Regions from separate parts of the Mus musculus genome. Here region 2 is linked to region 1. Evidence: chromatin contacts called from public HiChIP or PLAC-seq data. All regions are on one chromosome and are shown on one strand. Each heading gives the region's core, a stretch centred on a gene start, on an enhancer-like site or on the middle of the called end of the contact. The rest is flanking DNA. Distances are from core to core; before and after follow the strand shown. Region 1 has its middle 13 kb from the start of Gm26501. Region 2 holds the start of Tafa1 (TAFA chemokine like family member 1).

Evidence for each region. HiChIP or PLAC-seq counts read pairs in DNA pulled down with a chosen protein or histone mark.
Region 2: an H3K4me3 HiChIP or PLAC-seq map of forebrain shows a contact between it and region 1, with 7 times the contacts expected there. The contact joins the promoter of Tafa1 here to the enhancer-like site in region 1. A contact is called at or near these places in 8 of 39 promoter capture datasets (the 3T3-L1 cell line, cranial neural crest, hippocampal neurons and 3 more), 1 of 484 Hi-C or Micro-C datasets (the N1E-115 cell line), 2 of 115 datasets of contacts at active chromatin or transcription factors (astrocytes and forebrain) and 1 of 9 other capture datasets (adipose tissue).

Annotation. Positions count from the first base shown.
Region 1 is chr6:95,085,733-95,088,922 of GRCm38.p6, forward strand. No RefSeq gene overlaps it. Among named protein-coding and RNA genes, the nearest start is that of Gm26501, 13 kb to the right of the region's middle. Within about 2 kb of position 1,634, at least 23 of the 459 cell types and tissues checked have an H3K27ac peak or open chromatin away from gene starts, as enhancers often do. A contact at or near this core is called in forebrain, where this site is marked.
Region 2 is chr6:96,111,449-96,114,638 of GRCm38.p6, forward strand. Tafa1 (TAFA chemokine like family member 1) reads left to right here and starts at 1,706. Exons shown (of 5, transcript NM_182808.3): 1 at 1,706-2,138. It also overlaps 2900060L22Rik.

The DNA.
Region 1 (3,190 bases), core at 384-2,883:
GACAGTTCTTGTCTCAAGCTGCTTGACAATGTAGTTAGAGGGAAATATCCTATTTGGCCTGATATATACTACAGCTAGGGATTATTTTCCTGGGTCTATTTAAGTCTATAAAACTGGGACACAGGTCAGGTATACTAGACATAAATGGAGAAAGACCAAATAGGAGCCTTCACAGACTTGGTTGGGCAAAACCTATTATGAAATTTTACAGAAATACAGCATTGTATCTGTAGATGTATTTGATGCTGGCACAATTCATACTAGAACTCACTCAATAAAAATTTTTGGGTTGTATATAGAAGAAAACTGCACATCTAGACCATTTCTCTGAAATGACTAATTATATCATATATTATGTTAAAGCTAAGTAAAGATACTTTGATTATTTGTAGTATTTAATCATTTTATTTATGAAACCAGAATTTAGTATTTATTTTATTTAAATTTAATTAAAATAATTAAGACTACATAATTTTATCTGCTTTTTTATTGGATATTTTCTTTATTTACATTTCAAATGTTATCCCCTTTTCTGGTTTCCCCTGCTCCTGGAACCCCCCATATCCCATCCTCCCTCCCCCTGCTTCTATGAGGGTGTTCTTCTACTCACCCACCCACTCCTACCTCCCCACCCTCAATTCCCCTACACTGGAGCATCTAACAAGCCTTCACAGGACCAAGGACCTCTCCTCCCATTGATGCATGACAAGGCTATCCTCTGCAGTGTATGCAGCTGGAGCCATGTGTACTCCTTTGTTGATGGCTTAGTCCTTGGGAACTCTTGGGGGACTGGTTGGTTGATATTGTTGTTCTTCCTGTGGGGTTGCAACCCCCTTCAACTCCTTCAGTCCTTTCTCTAATTCCTCTACTGGGGACCCTGCGCTCAGTTCCATGGTTGGCTGTGAGCATCCGCCTCTGTATTTGTAAGGCTCTGGCAGGGCCACTCAGGAGAAATTTAACAAAATAACAAAGCTTTAAAAATGATGGAGTTGGAGCAACTACTATACATTATACACTTTTATACACTTGTGTTTTTGTTTTTATTTGAGAACAGTCTCAGCCATAAAAAGTTTTAATTACAGTCCAAATATCTTTTCATTTTTTACTCTTAAGAATTCCGTGCATGTATACAATAATACTATCCCATTTACCAGCTATCCCTCATTTCCTCCATACTGTCTTCATTGGGCCCCCTCCCAATTGCTTGTCTTTTTTTTTTTTTTAACTAAGTTCAGTTAGTGGTGTTCATATTTGCATGCATGTGGGCCCTTCCACTGGAGCATGGGAATCCCACCGCTGGCTGCGTCCTCAAAGAAGGATTCTCCATCCATCAGCATCTATCTGCCAGCAGGCAGTAGCTCCTGACTAAGGGGTGGGACTTGGAGATCATCTACCCCATCCATGCAGGATCTTCGATGGCTTGTTCCTGTATGGGTTTCTGGAGGTATAAACTGTAGCTACTGTGAGTTCAGGAGCTCGCTAGCCACGCCGTGTCCAGAAGGCAGCCTGTCACACCCTCCTCCCCACCCCACCCCAGCTAAAACTCTCTTCAGTCTCTTCTTCCACAGTGTTCCCAGAGCCCAGGGGAGGAGGGGTGGTGTTAATAATGTACATGCCCTACTTAGAACAGAACACTCAGTCTCTCATTCTCAGCACGCTGAACAGTGATGAGTCTCTGCATTGATTGCTACGCACTGCAAAAGGGAGCTTCTCTGACGAAGGCTGGAAGCAGACCAGGTCAAGGGGTATAAATGTGATTATTTAGAAGGCACTTTGACAGCATGATCATTTATCAAAATAGAAATTGCAGGTTCCATTCAAGGGCTTATAACTTCCCCAGTGATGATGGGCTTTTGCCAGGATTATAGTATCAGGCATAAAACTCCCTCCTTTGATCAGGCCCAGTCAGAAACCAATTACCCCATAACAGTTGTCCCATTATTTCACTAATTGGCATATTTACTTGGCAAGTTAGTATTGCAGCATGCAAAGTGGAGAACTGGTTACAACCACAAATGTGGTTTTTTTTCCCCCTGAGCAGCCTACATAATACCTTCTGGTACTATAAAAATTGGTCAGTTAAGAAGTTTCCTGGTCAGTTTGAGATTAGTTTCTCTATATTCTTCAGCAAAAGTGTGTGGTATCTTCAACAATAGGATCCCACTATGTAGTGATAGAGGGTAACCAAGGATAATGGAAGTAACCTGCATTGTTTCCAAGATTCCTGGGGACTCTCCAGTCAATAGCTCATAGAAAGGGATTGCACTCATATAGTTCACAGACTAACATTGTCCATTCATGGAGTGGATTTATGTTTGAACTCCTTTTATTTTTATTTTAATTTTGCATCTAGCTTACTATTCTGTGGGAAAGGGAAGAACTGTAAGGCTATCCAATTTATTTTAAAGAAAAAAAATCAACAATTATAGAAATAAGCAGGAAGTCTTCACGATACCCTGCTCAATAACAAAGTAATGTCTTCAAATAATGGAAATGTAGTTTCCAAGTGCTCAGTACTCCCACACGGCCACCTGGTGGCGCTCTTTTCCTTTAACATAATGGGCTCTTCCGCCTTTTTTTTTTCATTAAGAGATCTTTATATGATGTCACAACACATAATATTTTGCATAGCATCTTTGGTTGAGTTATGACTGATTATCAGTCTCCTAGCAATGGCCATTTAGGTTATTTCTTATTCTTTCTTTTTACAAAGAATGTTACTGCATACATCCTTGCAGAAAGAATGCTGAGTGATTTTTTTTTTTTTTTTTTGCATCTTCAACTTAATGAAATAGATTATAAAACAAGAATTTGAAATACAGGTTTGGGGCTGAAGAGAGATGACTCAGCAGTTAAGAGCACTGACTGCTCTTCCGAAGGTCCTGAGTTCAAATCCCAGCAACCATATGGTGGCTCATAACCACCCCTAATGAGATCTGACGCCCTCTTCTGGTGTATCTGAAGACAGCTACAGTGAACTTACATATAATAATAAATAAATCTTTGGGCTGGGGTGAGTGGAAGTCCTGAATTCAATTCTCAGCAACCAAATGATGGCTCACAGCCATCTATACAGCTGCAGTACTCATATACATAAAATAAATAAATAAATCTTTTTTTAAAAAAAGAAATATGGGTTTGCTTAAAATGTATTATATCTTAGCTGTAAATTTGTTTTGTTGTAAAATGT
Region 2 (3,190 bases), core at 456-2,955, 1.0 Mb after region 1:
TTGTAAAGTATCTGCTGGGAAAAAAATAGATGGAGTGATGTTGACATTCTTTACTGGAATACTGAAGAGATGGGCTCTTGTACAGAGCGTTTGAATCAGGAGCCTGTTACCTCAAAAGAGTTTTGTTTGCTTTCTCAACTTCCTTCCATGTTCCTCATTTGTGGGAAAGAGATAATGACCGTGCCTGTCCTCTTGAGTTAGTAAAATACTTTAGATTATGTCTTACAAGAGAGAGTTCAGCACTGTGCCAGCACCTGAGGAAGGTGTGATGGACTCTGCCTCCTGTTCCTGTGGCTGTTTCTGTTGTTGTCTTGATTCAGAAGCAAGAGAACAAATGTCCTATAGACACCCATTAATTAAGGCAGCAATATAATGAACCACAGAAGTAAGCATACAAATCCAAACTGAAACATTGTCATTCTTAATTAACTTGATTGTTATTTTGAAATCTGGTTTGTGGAGGGGGTAGGAAAGGAGGGAGGGATGGAGGGAGGGGGAGGGAGGAGAAGAGGGAGGGAAGAATGGAAGGAGAAAGGGGTGTTATCATTGAAAGAACAGCAGGAAAGATTGATAAAACAGAGACGGTCTCCCTCTTTCACTTTGTAGAGCATAGGAAAGAAGGTTTGTTCTGCAAGATGCACCCAGCATCCAGCCTTCTTTATAATGCCCACAAAAGGCAAAAGAATTCTCAGAAACTTTGAAGTTTTTAAGGCAAGGAATTTGTGAGAACCATCTCGGGTCTGAAAATAATGTAGAGGCCGTAAGGCAGTGAGTGACCTTTGACATTGGGGATCACACCAGTCTTGCTTTCTGCTTTATCCCAAGCATCTGTCACATAGTAGGTGTGATGTAAGCGACTTGGGAAGCAATTGAATGAGCATTTTCAGAGAATTATCACCGGAGCAGCCTATAAAGGAAAAGTAGGTCATCTCCCATGCGTCTCTGAAGTTTAAGTACAATCATAGTATATTTCCAGGGAAGCCGGGGTTCACACCATAGTACTAGAGATGCAACTGAACTTCTGAGTGTTTCCCTTTTCCATCTCAGCATGCTATTTAAAGAGAGCCAAAAAATACTTTTTACAAAGAACCTTGAGCATATTTCTTCATCATCACTCAGTCTCTGGTGCCAGCAATGATATATTTCTACTTATTAAACCTGTTAAATAACTCCAAAGATTTTTATTTTGCTTAGGAACACAAACACCAGTTATATTCCAGATAAATTGCATTTCGAGAAATAGCTGACAAAACAACTAACCGAAAAAAAAATCAGAATAAGCCCAGCTATATTCAGCTAGCTTGCTGGCAACAAGATTCAGGGTTAGACTGGGTGCATGTTTCACTTTCCCATTTACTGTTTGAAGCCTAAAAGCCATTAACACTATCAATATGTTGCATGATGCCTTCTTGTCTTTCATTTTTCTTTCCCTTCTCAGTTCCCTGGCATGAGAATGGTATAAGAGAACAAAACAAACCAAAACATAAACAAACAAACAAAAAAACCCAAACCTCCACCAAAGACTATTAGGCAATATCATGTTAAAGCGCTGCTTGAGTCATGGGAGAGTTAAGGGCAGTCATTAGAATCTACCTTATCTATAATCGAGGGTAATGTCACTTTAAGACATGTGAGACTTTAGAGAGGAGGGGTGTATTGAAACAGACTCCCGCTACTTACGGAGGTATAGCAGCCCTGCTCCTACATTTCGCTGCCTAACTCTGTCCTGAATGTACTGGAGTAGGGATGGTCTGTCCGTGGCTATAAACTGCTTCTCATCAGGAAACTACATTAGCTCACCATCACTTCAAAGGTCTCGTCAGACAGAGGTGACGCCAGGGGATGATTTAAAGGTGAACATGACAAGGTTTCCACCCCTCAAACCTTGCTTCCTTTTCTGACAATACAGTGAACGAGCCCAACGTCTTCACAACTGTGGAAACGGGACTGGAAGAGAAAAGCTTGCCTTTTTTTCTTTTCTTTTCTTTTCTTTTTTTTTTTTCAATTCTTAATAAAGAATTGCTGGGAAGCATTCTCTTTGAAAAATCTCAGAACTGTGGCACAGATGGATTTTAAAAAGTGTTAGCTCTTTCCAATGAGCACTAGGAGGGTTCCCTGCTCTTGGCTGGATTTTTCAGGTAAGAAAGCCTCTGTAAGATTTAAGATTCAGGAAACTGATTTGCAACATATTCAGAGAAGTATGCAAGACTCGATGCATTATTTGGGGGGAAAACACTGCCACAGAGCAGAGCTCTGTCTGGGAGCAGCCAAGAGAAGAGATTTGCAGGAGCTTGGGAAGTAATGCTGAGAATTACAGAAAGTTAACTGGGGGGGAATGAAAGAAAGAAAGAAAGAAAGAAAGAAAGAAAGAAAGAAAGAAAGAAAGAAAGAAAGAAAGAAGGAAGGAAGGAAAGAAGGAAAGGAAGGAAGGAAGGAAGGAAGGAAGGAAGGAAGGAAGGAAGGAAGGAAGAGGGAAGCCCTGTAATTGTCAAGTCACAGCATGTTGTGTGTGCTCAGCTGTGTGTGGGTTAAATGAGCAGGAGAAGGAGTCTCTAAAGAATCGTTAAGTTTGATGATGGTTAGATTTTTTTTCCCCTGAGTTAAATTTCCAGTGCATTTCAACAGAGATGGTTGACTAGCAAATGCTTACCGGGTCACCTCTGTTTTGTCTCTCTGTAATTTGCAGGCTATTCAGAAAGGTTCTAAAATGCATTCATTTGGGGATTCACAGGAGGGGAGTTGCTATTTACCTCTGCTGATGAGAGTGCATCTATGCTATCCTGCTAGCTCTGAAAACAAGGAGATAAAGCATGCCCATATACAAAAGTAAACAGTGGGCCACCAAACTAGAAACTAATTAGAAAGTGACTGGTCCATCTGACTCACTGCCTGGGGCATGGATGGCTCCAAGCTGCTGAAAAGAATGTGTTCCCACTTTGCACTTAATTACAGTTGTCACGTTTGTGTATTGTCATCCTCAAAGCCCTTCCCAAACACTCTGTCTCTCTGAAACCTGCAAATTATCCAGAATTATGCACATGCATATATATGTGTGCATAATGTTTATTTTTGCTGACTATCACTGGCTTTGAAAGAGTATCAATTTCCACAGATAAGGAAGTCATCCTAGGAGGTCACAAGCAGGTTTTCAGTGCATAGTGGAAATTCTTGAAGGGTGTCATTTGACAGA